Linked DNA regions of Ovis aries: all the other regions are linked to region 2. The links are chromatin contacts, called in public Hi-C maps. All regions are on one chromosome and are shown on one strand. Each heading gives the region's core, a stretch centred on a gene start, on an enhancer-like site or on the middle of the called end of the contact. The rest is flanking DNA. Distances are from core to core; before and after follow the strand shown. Region 1 has its middle 31 kb from the start of TRAF6. Region 2 holds the start of FJX1 (four-jointed box kinase 1). Region 3 has its middle 19 kb from the start of COMMD9.

Evidence for each region. Hi-C and Micro-C count contacts between places; a contact is called where the count stands out from the background.
Region 1: a Hi-C map of hypothalamus shows a contact between it and region 2, with 5 times the contacts expected there. The contact joins the enhancer-like site here to the promoter of FJX1 in region 2. A contact is called at or near these places in 4 of 16 Hi-C or Micro-C datasets (hypothalamus, muscle, skin fibroblasts and 1 more).
Region 3: a Hi-C map of omental adipose tissue shows a contact between it and region 2, with 5 times the contacts expected there. The contact joins the enhancer-like site here to the promoter of FJX1 in region 2. A contact is called at or near these places in 7 of 16 Hi-C or Micro-C datasets (blood, hypothalamus, liver and 4 more).

The regions. Positions count from the first base shown.
Region 1 is chr15:65,752,623-65,756,613 of ARS-UI_Ramb_v3.0, forward strand. No RefSeq gene overlaps it. Among named protein-coding and RNA genes, the nearest start is that of TRAF6, 31 kb to the right of the region's middle. Within about 2 kb of position 1,264, at least 3 of the 54 cell types and tissues checked have an H3K27ac peak or open chromatin away from gene starts, as enhancers often do. A contact at or near this core is called in hypothalamus, where this site is marked.
Region 2 is chr15:64,945,938-64,949,984 of ARS-UI_Ramb_v3.0, forward strand. It overlaps FJX1 (four-jointed box kinase 1), which reads left to right and starts at 2,030. Exons shown (of 1, transcript XM_060400056.1): 1 at 2,030-4,047. The coding sequence starts at 2,235. The coding sequence ends at 3,548. It overlaps PAMR1 (peptidase domain containing associated with muscle regeneration 1), which reads right to left and starts at 2,668. Exons shown (of 13, transcript XM_012096235.5): 1 at 2,489-2,668.
Region 3 is chr15:65,553,500-65,557,614 of ARS-UI_Ramb_v3.0, forward strand. No RefSeq gene overlaps it. Among named protein-coding and RNA genes, the nearest start is that of COMMD9, 19 kb to the right of the region's middle. Within about 2 kb of position 2,297, at least 9 of the 54 cell types and tissues checked have an H3K27ac peak or open chromatin away from gene starts, as enhancers often do.

The DNA.
Region 1 (3,991 bases), core at 14-2,513, 810 kb after region 2:
CTAATGGTTCCATCCTAAATTAATGAGCTGATCAAAACCTTTGACATAGTTTATATTTGAATGAGTCATGATTTTATCATTTCAATTATTATAATTTGATTTAGCTGGTAGACTCAGATGATACTCTTTCCTCCCATCTCCCCATCACCTGGGGAGCCTATTTAGAATGTAGATTCTCCAGCCCGCCACTCAAAGTCTAATTCTGGGGGTTTGCCTAGCACCTAATGGTATGCATTTTTAATAAGCACCCCAGGAGATTCTGGTGATCCACAGACCAGGCATCTTGAGAAAGTCCTCCAGTGAACTGCATGGTGGCGATGGTCCCAATGCCCACTTGATTCTCACCCTGAGGACAGAGGGGACTGGGGTTAAATTCTGAGGACTTGGGATGGACTGGAGTCAAAACAGTATGTTTACCTAAGCTTCAACTTGGAGACGGCAATTGATCTCAAATGCTCATCCACCTACTGGCTGTATCAGAACAAGGGCTGGGTGGAATCAGGAGCGGGCAATCAGGAATCTGATTATGTAGGTTGACCATCAAGCAATTGCTATTCTCAACTCTTTTATCGACCTTACAAAAACAGTGATTTTGAATGGTTTGACCTGATAATTCCCCAGGTATTTCTAATCTGAAGCTACCTTGGCAATCAATGTGTAAATATGATAGTTGAGACATGGAATTTCCAGTATAGGGGGACATGCTTTGTAGGTTTCATCGGACTTAAAGAAAAAGCAAAAAAAAATAAAATAAAATAACTAAGGACTCTCTTCCCAGAGAAAGGTACAAAGTACAACTTTTTGCAAAAAATCTAGGGGAATTTATGGACTCCTTGAAAGTGCAAGGACTTTCAGTTCAGTTCAGTCGCTCAGTCATGTCCAATCCTTTGTGACCCCATGAACTGCAGCACGCCAGGCCTCCCTGTCCATCACCAACTCCCGGAGTTCACTCAAACTCATGACCATCGAGTTGGTGATGCCATCCAACCATCTCATCCTCTGTCGTCCCCTTCTCCTCCTGCCCCCAATCCCTCTCAGCATCAGTCTTTTCCAATGAGTCAGCTCTTCGCATGAGGTGGCCAAAGTAGTGGAGTTTCAGCTTTAGCATCAGTCCTTCCAAGGAACACCCAGGACTGATCTCTTCTAGAATGGACTGATCTCCTTGCAGTCCAAGGGACTCTCAAGAGTCTTCTCCAACACCACAGTTCAAAAGCATCAATTCTTCAGCAAGGACTTTAGGCGATGAAGCTTTGCTGCCCCCTGCTGCCAAATGATTCTCCAGACAGCTTCTCTTGACTCTGGCCTGTCACGTTTGGAGTTTTGTAGGGACTAGAACCAGCTGCCTTCCCACCTGTTGGAGTCCAATCCTAGGCAGGAATGGGCCCCCTGAGTGTATTTAATTACCATGTACACAGTTGCAGTGAATTCTTGTTAGTCCTGAAGGTTGGGAAGTTCTGTGCTTTGATGGCACACTATGCCTTCTCTAGTCCAGAACACACCCTTCAGGGTTATCAGATTCTCATTCTAGGGAAGCTACTTTACAGCTCCGCCCTATGGATAACTGAGAGCAATACAAAATAATTCTTGTTTCTAGAAATACAAATTATGTCCTGTGGGGAGAGACTGACTTGACTTCCCTCTCCCACCAAGGAAGAAGCTGGACATTCATGTAGATATCCCCAGTCTCTAAGTGTGTCTGTTCTTTAGGTTCTGCTTTGGATGGATTATAGCATCTGACTGGGTCCCTCATCAAGAATTAAATAAAACCTTTATTGCATGCTCATTTGATATCTGTGTTGTTGTTCAGTTGCTCAGTCGTGTCCGACTCTTCTCGACTCCGTGACTGCAGCATGCCAGGCTTCCCTGTCCTTCACCATCTCCCGGAGCTTGCTCAAACTTATGTCCATTGAGTCAGTGATGCCATCCAGCCATCTCTTCCTATGTCGTCCCCTTCTCTCCTGCCTTCAGTCATTCCCAGCATCAAGGTGTTTTCTAATAAGTTGGCTCTTCGCATCAGGTGGCCTAAGTATTGGAGTTTCAGCTTCAGTATCAGTCCTTCTAATGAATATTCAGGACTGATTTTCTTTAGGATTGACTGGTGTGATCTCCTTGCAGTCCAAGGGACTCTCAAGAGTCTTCTCCAACACCACAGTTCAAAAGCATCAATTCTTTGGCATTCAGCCTTCTTTATGATCCAACTCTAACATCCATACATGGTTGCTGGAAAAACCATAGCTTTGATTATAGGGACCTTTGTCGGCAAAGTAAGTGTCTCCTCTTTTTAATAGGCTGTGTAGGTTTGTCATAGCTTTTCTTCCAAGGAGCAAGTGTCTTTCAGTTTCATGACTGCAGTCACCATTTGCAGTGATTTTGGAGCCTAAGAAAATAAAAGCTCTCACTGTTTCCATTGTTTTCCCATCTATTTGCCATGAAGTGATGGGACTGGATGCCATGATCTTAGTTTTTTGAATGTTGAGTTTTAAGCCAGCTTTTTCACTCTCCTCTTTCACCTTCATCAAGAGGGTCTTTAGTTCCTCTTTGCTTTCTGCCATAAGAGTGGTGTCATTTGCATATCTGAGGTTATTGATATTTCTTCCAGCAATCTTTTTTGTAGCTTAATTTTATTTTTAAATTTTATTAATTTTTTTATTGAAGGATAATTGCTTTACAGAATTTTGTTGTTTTCTGTCAAACCTCAACATGAATCAGCCATAGGTATACATATATCCCCTCCCTTCTGAACCTCCCTCCCATCTCCCTCTCCATCCCACCCCTCTAGGTTGATACAGAGCCCCTGTTTGAGTTTCCTGAGCCATACAGCCAATTCCCTTTGGCTATCTATTTTACATATGGTAATGTAAGTTTCACATGTTATTCTCTCCATACATCTCACCCTCTCTTCCCCTCTCCCCATGTCCCATGTCTCTTCCCTATGTCCATTTCTCCATTGCTGCCCTATAAATAAATCCTTCAGTGCCATTTTTCTAGATTCCGTATATATGTGTTAGAATACAATATTTATCTTTCTCTTTCTGACTTACTTCACTCTGTACAATAGGTTCTAGCTTCGTCCACCTCATTAGAATTGACTCAAATGTGTTTCTTTCTATGGCTGAGTAATATTCCACTGTGTATATGTACCACAACTTATTTATCCATTCATCTGTGGATGGACATCTAGGTTGCTTCCATGTTCTAGCTATTGTAAATAGTGCTGCAATGAATGGGACATAGGTGTCTTTTTCATTTTTGGTCATCTTAGGACATATGCCTAGGAGTGTCTCCCAGCAATCTTGATTCCAGCTTCCTGTCCAGCATTTCTCATGATGTACTCTGCATATAAGTTAAATAAGCAGAGTGACAATATACAGCCTTGATGTACTCCTTTCCCAATTTGGAACCAGTCCGTTGTTCCATGTCTGGTTCTAACTGTTGGTTCTTGACCTGCATACAAATTTCTCAGGAGGCAGGTATGTATGAGATCCATAAGTTGACTCTTGAAAATTATCCTTTAACAAAGGCCAGGATCATATTAGAGATCTCTGATTCCTTTCCTTGAAAGTTCATATTCTGATTAAGAAGACAGTTTTGCTAGTAACTCTGAGTATTAAGAAATCTGCTCCTTCCTCTCCCCACTCCCCATCTTCCTCATTCAGGTAGCATACCACCTCTTTGGCTCAGAGGAAAATGTTAATTGCTCAGTCGTGTCCAACTCTTTGCAACCCCACGGACTGTAGCCCACCAAGTTCCTCCATCCATGGGATTCTCCAGGCAAGACTACTGGAGTGGGTTGCCATTTCCTTCTCCAGGGGATCTTTCCAACCCAAGGATCGAATCTGAGTCTCCTTCAGCGTACACAGATTCTTTACTGCCTGAGCCACTGAGAAAACCCTGCCTCAGGGGAGGTACAGGGCAAAAGCAAAACAAACAAAACAATGAAGGACTTTGTAAATGTTTCTCGGCTTTGTTTTCCTAAAGCATCAACCACAGA
Region 2 (4,047 bases), core at 780-3,279:
AGATTTAAGCCATTAACCAGCCTGTTGAAAATGTATACTTTTCTAATTAGAAGATATTCTACTTACGCCCACAAGGTGGAGATCTTGCTTATAGTTTATAACCAGGCTGAAAGCAAGGCATTCCAAAAAAAAAAAAAAAAAATTCTCAGAAGTTAAACCAAAAGACAAAAAATTAAACGCTACTGAGCACCTTTTTAGTGCAATATACTATGCTACCTGGTAAGACAAATAGAAAGTTGTTAAGATGTAGTCCTCTGCCTTCTAGGGAAAGATGAGGGTAAGGAGCTTGCACAGAACAGGAAGATGGTAACTTCGAATGAAGTAAGATAGCACAGCAATAGTAATCTCATCATCAGATAAGATCTATATAAAGGCATGATATAGCTACCATGGGGTGCATAAGAGATTCAACCAAAACCCCGCATTTCAGTCAATATGAAAACACTTGAAGGTATACTGAGGCAGCTCTGGAAGTCTCTAGATGTGGTCTTCAGATGCCTCTATTTAGTCACAAACCTTAGGGTGCTTGCCCTATAACTCTAGAACATTCATTTTTTGGCAAATAAGTATAATCAGTACCAGGTGACGCACTGATGCAGTTGAAAACCCCCATGTGCATCTGATGAGGGGATAAAGGCAAGAGAAACAGGTGAAAGGAAACAGATTTCAAACCCTTGCTTTCAGAGGTGGGATCCAGCCCCACCCCTCATCTCGTGTCTTACCTGAGAATCTTGGTTTGGATCTGGGACAGAGTCTCATGCACAGAGCTAAGAGGGAGAGCCAGTTCTTATCCAATAACTTTCCTGGTGGACTGAACCCAAAAGTGTCTGGAAGACAATGTGGTTTGCTGGTTTTTGTTTTTCATTTTATTATCATCATTTTCTGCTCCTCCACCCTCTTCCCTAAACACTTCTTCCCTTAAAACCATTAAACCAGTAAGTCAAATGCAGTATGTTGTTTTTTCATTTGTTGAATTGAAAATCACATGTGGGGCATAAAGTGACTAAATGACAGTGAGCCTTCAAAAAATAAGAATGCTGGCCACTTGACTAAAAATAGTGAACTTTCCTGATAGAGGGAAAATCAAGCGGCATGCTACTTGGAGACCCCCGTTTGAATTTTAGTTTCTTCACTTACTGCCTGTGTGGTCTTGAGCAAGCTCGATCCCTTCTGCGTCCCCCGGGAGCCGAATCGTGTCATTCTCTAGAGACCCGTCTCTGAGGCCCCGTCCCCTGGACTAGGTCGGATCTTGAGTTGTAAGGCTGTCGTGGCAACCTAAACATCTCCCTAGACTGTGAGTGAGCTCCGTGAGCAGGGGACCGCATCTGTGGATTTTACTGCTCCGTGTCCAGAAGCGAGGACAGAGGCTTTGTTGAATGAAACCTGCCTAGGTGTTCTTGCACAGTGAGGTCGAATTCCCAGAGAGTCCCTCGGGAAAGGGCGAGCGACCAATCTCAGAGCACACAGGACCAGGGCAGTGAGCGCGCTCGGGAAAGGCGGTGTCGGTTCAAAGTTGTTTGCTACAGATGGTTCTTCTAACCCGGCTGGAGTCACATCCTCTGTGGCTCGGAGAGCTCCCCGGGGATTTATATAAGGCAGAGTGAATCACACCGTTGGAAACGGACAAGGCAAGAAGACCCGCCTCCATTCACTCCGGGCGGCGCCCGGAGCTCGATTGGGGGTTACTCTGAACTTGCAGGAGAGACTCCGCGCCCACTGCAACCCCCATGAGAGCCAGCGGCGCGTCGTTACCACCCCGCGCGACTCCAACTCCGTGCCGCCTGCTCCCACGCCCCCGCGCGGGCGCCTGCAGCCGGGTTTCCAGCTCGCGGCCCCTAAGTCCCGGACTGAGTGTGGGGCCGCTGCTCCCGCTTGGAAGGAGCCATCGCCGCTTTAAGGGGAAGAGGAGGGGAAGGGGGCGGAGGAGTGGGGGGCGGGGAGCGGCGGCGGAGGAGGGGGAGGGGGATTCCCCCCGCCCTCGCTCCCACGTGGTCCGGGCGCCTGTGAATCGCGCCCGCCGGAGGGTCTCACAGCGAAATACAAAAGCAGCTGGGAAGCGGCAGCCAGGCGAGTTCTCAGTGCCGGGCGGAGCGCTAGGCAGGTCCCCGCAGCCGCGATGGAGCTGAGGCGCCCGGAGCCCCGGAGCCGACGAGCTGCCGGGCCCGCCTCGCCACCGGGACCCGGGCGCCGGGGCTCGGCTTGAAGCGGCGGCGGCACCGGCGTGGCCGCGGAGCATGGGCAGGAGGATGCGGGGCGCCGCCGCCACCGCCGGGCTCTGGCTGCTGGCGCTGGGCTCGCTGTTGGCGCTGTGGGGCGGACTCCTGCCGCCGAGGACCGAGCTACCCACCTCCCGGACGCCCGAAGACGGACTCCCGCGGCACCTGGCCCGGAGCGGCGGCCGGGAGCCCGCGCCTCGCTTTCCTCTGCCCCCACCCCTGGCGCGGGACGCCCGCGGCGGCTCCCTGAAAACTTTCCGGGCGCTGCTCACCTTGGCGGCAGGCGCGGACGGCCCGCCCGGGCAGCCCCCGGGTGAGCGCAGGCGGCACGTGCCAACCGGGCGGCCCCGGCCGGAGGAACGCGCCGCGGTGCACGGGGGCGTCTTCTGGAGCCGCGGCCTGGAGGAGCAGGTGCCCCGGGGCTTCTCGGAGGCCCAGGCGGCGGCGTGGCTGGAGGCGGCGCGCCGCGCCCGGGTGGTGGCCCTGGAGCGCGGGGGCTGCGGGCGCAGTTCCAACCGGCTGGCCCGCTTCGCCGACGGCACCCGCGCCTGCGTGCGCTACGGCATCAACCCGGAGCAGATCCAGGGCGAGGCCCTGTCCTACTACCTGGCGCGCTTGCTGGGCCTCCAGCGCCACGTGCCGCCGCTGGCACTGGCTCGGGTGGAGGCTCGGGGCGCGCAGTGGGCTCAGGTGCAGGAGGAGCTTCGTGCCGCGCACTGGACCGAGGGCAGCGTGGTAAGCCTGACTCGCTGGCTGCCTAACCTCACCGACGTAGTGGTGCCCGCGCCCTGGCGCTCCGAGGACGGCCGTCTGCGGCCCCTGCGCGCCGGCGGCGGTGAGCTGGCCAACCGGAGCCGGGCGGAGCTGGTGGACCTGGTGCAATGGACCGACTTGATCCTCTTCGATTACCTGACGGCCAACTTCGACCGGCTAGTCAGCAACCTCTTCAGCCTGCAGTGGGACCCGCGGGTCATGCACCGAGCCACCAGCAACCTGCACCGCGGCCCCGGCGGGGCGCTGGTCTTTCTGGACAACGAGGCGGGCTTGGTGCACGGTTACCGGGTGGCAGGCATGTGGGACAAATATAACGAGCCGCTGCTGCAGTCTGTGTGCGTGTTCCGAGAGCGGACGGCGCGGCGCGTCCTGGAGCTACACCGAGGCCAGGACGCGGCCGCCCGGCTGCTGCGCCTCTACCAGCACCACGAGCCTCGCTTCCCGGAGCTGGCCGCGCTCGCCGACCCCCACGCTCAGCTGCTGCAGCGCCGCCTCGACTTCCTTGCCAAGCACATTTTGCACTGTAAGGCTAAGTACGGCCGCCGACCCGGGACTTAGCATTACCCGGAGGAAGAGAGAGTGTGAGACCCCTGGCTGGGGGATGGATGATGGGGGGAAGGGCCGTCGCCTCTGCCGCCTCCTGCGGACCAGCCGGCCAACGCCCAGCCGGAGACCCGAGCGCGAAGGCGACCAAAAACTTCCGCTTCACCCACCTGCCCCTTTCTCGCAGTCCCAAGCAGTTTCCTTTCAAAGTTCTGGGAGGATGAGCTCACCCAGCCTATAAAAGGATTCCTCGCTGTGCCAGCACGGAGTTTGCATCCAAAGAAACTGGCTGCTGCCGGAGTTTGGCCCCCGAGTGGCAGTCTCGGTAGGAGATACAGCCCCTTCCTTGGCAACCCCTCCACCCGCCCCTTCCTTTCCCGAAAAAGGAAAACTTCTATTGGAGCCATTGAGCTAATTCTGCAATTTCCTACCGATCGCCGCGCTGGTGGCCCGGGAGCAGGGCTCTGACACTGGCTGGTGGAGCCCCGTTCCCGTGTTCTCTCTTTGTTCCGGC
Region 3 (4,115 bases), core at 1,047-3,546, 610 kb after region 2:
AAGAGCAGCAAATGACATTTTTCTGAATTTGGCCTTTGTGCTGAGAGCACAGAGGGCATTGCAGGATTTTAGGTGAGGGATGGCGAGGCGGCGGGATGGGAGGCCAGGAGAGGCAGAAGGCGAGATGGGAGGCGCGGAAAGCACTCAGGAGGCCCCTCGCTGCCACCACCCCACCCATCACATCCCCCTGCTGGCAGAAAGGGCTTCCCTGTGGCTCAACTGATAAAGAGTCTGCCTGCAATGCGGGAGACCTGGGTTTGGTTCCTGGGTTGGGAAGATCTCCTGGAGAAGAGCAAGGCTACCCACTCCGATATTCCGGCCTGGAGAATTTCTTGGACTCTACAGTCCATGGGCTGGCAGAAAGGAACTGAAAAATCCCGATTTGTAGGGGGCTCTGCCCCAGAAAGGTGTCTCTGTGTGAAGTTTAACCATCACGGATTGGGCAGCCTCCATTTCTCAGACTCCTTCATCTATAATTAATCCCCTCCAAGCGGCCTTGTCAGGAAAAATTACACTTAATCTCTCTTTTCTGGAGATGAAGAAACCGGGACTTGACTCCCAGACGACCTGGCCTTGAATCCTTGCTCCACCACCTGCCCAAGGATTTAGGTAGGAAGTGAGGCAATACAAGGTCTGTGGGCTTTGCCACTAACAAAACCTTACTGGGAAGAGTCGCATCTTCCGCCCACCAGCCTGCGGTGGAAGTGATGAGTGCTTCCGACCTCAGCCCTGGGAACAGCCTTGAATCGGCCCCCAGCCCTGCCCCCACCTTCCTGCTTCCCTCGCATCTGTTGCTCTGAGCCCGAAGGGGAGAGTTCTGTAAGGGCGGGGGCCTGGGTCCTAGCCAGGTTCCGAGGAGAGGCCTGCCCACCTCCCCACCTCCCCTGCTCTGCACCGGTCTTTGTTTCCGGTTATTAGCCCGGGTGGGGCGATAAAGAGAGCAACTGCGCCACCTGCTGGGCATATTGGGGAAGCTCCAGCTGCGCTCCGGTGAGGCGTGGGTGGAAAATAACCCTGCGGGTGTGGCTTCTGAGCCCAAGATTCGGGTCAACAAAGGGGATGTAACAAGTGACAAGTGAGCTCTGCTATAGGAGTAACCCTGGGGACAGAGCCCCATTTCAGCCAGAGGCAGGAAATCCAGTGCCAAAGGAGGTGCCTATTACCTGTGCACGGAGGTGATGGGGATACAGTGGACAGTGCAGGGGGCACAGGGGAGGAAAAGGGTGGGAGAGGCAAATATTTCGATGATTAAAATGCAGTGTTTCCAAGACCAGTGAGGGGCTTCCCAGGTGGCACTAGTGGTAAAGAATCCGCCTCCAGGAGATTATAAGAGACCTAGATTCTATCCCTAGGTCAGGAAGATCCCCTGGAGGAGGGCCTGGCAACCCACTCCAGTATTCTTGCCTGGAGAATCCCCATGGACAGAGGAGCCTGGTGGGCTACAGTCCATAGCGTCGCGAAGAGTTGGACACGACTGAAGCGACTTAGCACAGGACAAGACCCATGATGGGAGAAATATAGGCAGACCAGACAGGCAGTTAAATTGACTTAATAGGTTCCTGTTAGGTGCTGCTCCTGAATCCAGAGGGATAAATGTTAATAGGAATTCAGCCAGGATAAAGGAAGACATTCCAGAGAGAGGGCGTGGCAAGGCCTGGACTGTGTGGCCATCCTTCTCAGGCCTAGGGCGAGTGCCTTCCTTTCTGCTTCTGCGCACCACCCCCCAGCCATGGACCCAGCCCCAGCAGCTGGAATGAACTCAGCGCTTCCCTTGGAAATGCTGTCCCTGACCTCTGTCATAGTGGCCGGAGCCCAGAGTTCTGCCCTCCACCGACCCTTGGCCAGCAGGCTCCCTGCTCCTATCCCCCACAGCTCCAATGGCCTCCTCCTCCAACACAAGCAAGACCAGAAACTAGTGTGGCTGGGAGACTGCTCTGCGACCGCCCCGTGCCCACAGAGCTGAGGGCAGCCCAGGCCTGAAAGCTTGCTGGCAAGAGGGGAGAATGGCCCCAGTTGGGCACATTCGCCACAGCTTGAGGCTTCCCTGGTGACTCAGCTGGTAAAGAATCCACCTGCAATGTGGGAGACCTGGATTCGATCCCTGGGTTGGGAAGATCCCCCAGAGAAGGGAACCCACTCCAGTATTCTGGCCTGGAGAATACCATGGAGTGTATAGGCCATAGGGTCGCAGAGTCCATGAGCGACTTTCACGGTCACCACAGCGCCCTCTGCAGGTGCTTGGATGAACTGGTCTGGGGTGAAAGCGGGCACTGCCGAGGTAGGTTTAGGAAGAGAAATTCACATCTACATTCATTCCACGCGTCTGCCATTCTGATCAATGCGATACCATCATTTACTAACATGTGTCAAATCGTGTGTGTCCTTGGAGGCAGGTGGGACACCAACGAACGTTTCCTGGGGCATCTACTCCCTGAAGTGGGAACTTGATCAGAGTTCCCGAAATTCTAACCAGAGGCCAACTCCTGAGCTGTGATCCAGTGTAAGTTTATACTGACCCCAGAGTCTTCTGATATCCCAAAGCATCTCTGAACTCATTTATGATTCAACTTGTTGGGACAGGATTGTGTTTCACTGTGTGCTATGTGTCAGAGGTCACAGGGCAAGTGCAACATTGAGACGAAGAGCCAAGGCAGGCCCACCCTTCAGTCAAGGGGTCTACTTCGTAGTTTACTATGAATCTGTGAGGTGCATTGTCCTGAGTAGTTATCTCCACTTACAGAGGAGGCAGAAAAACCAGAGTCTTTCCCAGGAGCCCAGGGTGAGTAGAAGCTCAGCTTTCCAGTTAAGTGCTCTTGACATTTCCTCAAGTGAAGACTGGTTCTCTCTCCTTGGAGATTAGGGTCCTCTGAGAGCAGCCAGGAAATTGTGGTTTAGTAGCTCAGTCATGTCTGACTCTTTGAGACCCCCATGGACTGTAGCCCACCAGGCTCCTCTGTCAGTGGCGTTCTCCAAGCAAGAATACTGGAGTGGGTTGCCATTTCCTTCTCCAGGGGATCTTCCCAACTCAGAGATTGAATACCCATCTCCTGCACTGCAGGCAGATTCTTTACCGTTGGGCCACCAGGGAAGCCCACCATCTAGGAACTACTACTAAGAAATCTTTTTTTTCTCTTTCTTAAAGTAGTTCTAAAAAGGACAATTTTAAAGCCCAGAAATGTGAGCACTAAATAAAGCAGGAAGTTGTACCAAAGTCAGCATCATGCAAATGAGAGAATGTTTAGGAATGATCAGTATTTGAAAGTCAGCAGCTACAGGTTCAAAATAGTTCTTGTAAATGTCCAACCACTGGAAAACTTTCAAAATGCCAGGGAGCCAATGGTTTCCAAATGAAAATATTTTTAAAATGTAATAAAAGCCCTCTCTCATTTCTGGTAACATCTCAGTTTACTGAACAAAATAACCAAGAGCCTCTATATCACGCCGGACTTACTTCCTGGAAATCTGTAACTATCAGAGCACAGAGCTTGACTAACGACCGTTAGACGTGGCGCCCACCACGTGTGTTGAGAGAGCTGGCTTGTGTGGGAAAGACTCGCACATCTGGTCCCCAGGTCACTCGCTGTCTTTGAACCTGATAATCACCAGAAGCAGGAAATGGGGAAGCAGAACTGATTTCTGCTTTCTGAGCGAGGGAGCGGAATGTTGTCAGATTAAGGGTCAAGTTTCACTATCTGTAAAGAACTCAGGTATTCTTTTCCCAAAATCAAGGCAAGAAAGAGCACAGACCTTTGAGCTGAAAGACCCAGATTGGAGTTCTAACTCAGCCCTGGCTGTCTCTGAAGTGACTCTTCCTCAGTAAATGCCTGGATCCTGAAGGAACCACACTCCACTGACTTCAAGAGGGCAAGGTGAACAGGCAGTAAGGTATTTGGGAAGATGTTTCACATGTTTCTAGTGTCACACGGGTGATGAGGTTCATCATGAGAAAAGGTGCTGAGATGACACGTGTGTTCTTACAATTCTTTTGTTTCTAAGTACAAATGAGTTTAGGCAAAATGGAGTCTTTGGTTCTGCTGTTGGGGAGCAGTAGTTATCAGATCTGATTGCAAATATCTCATTTCTTTCTTCCTGGTATATGGAAGGACTGATGTTCT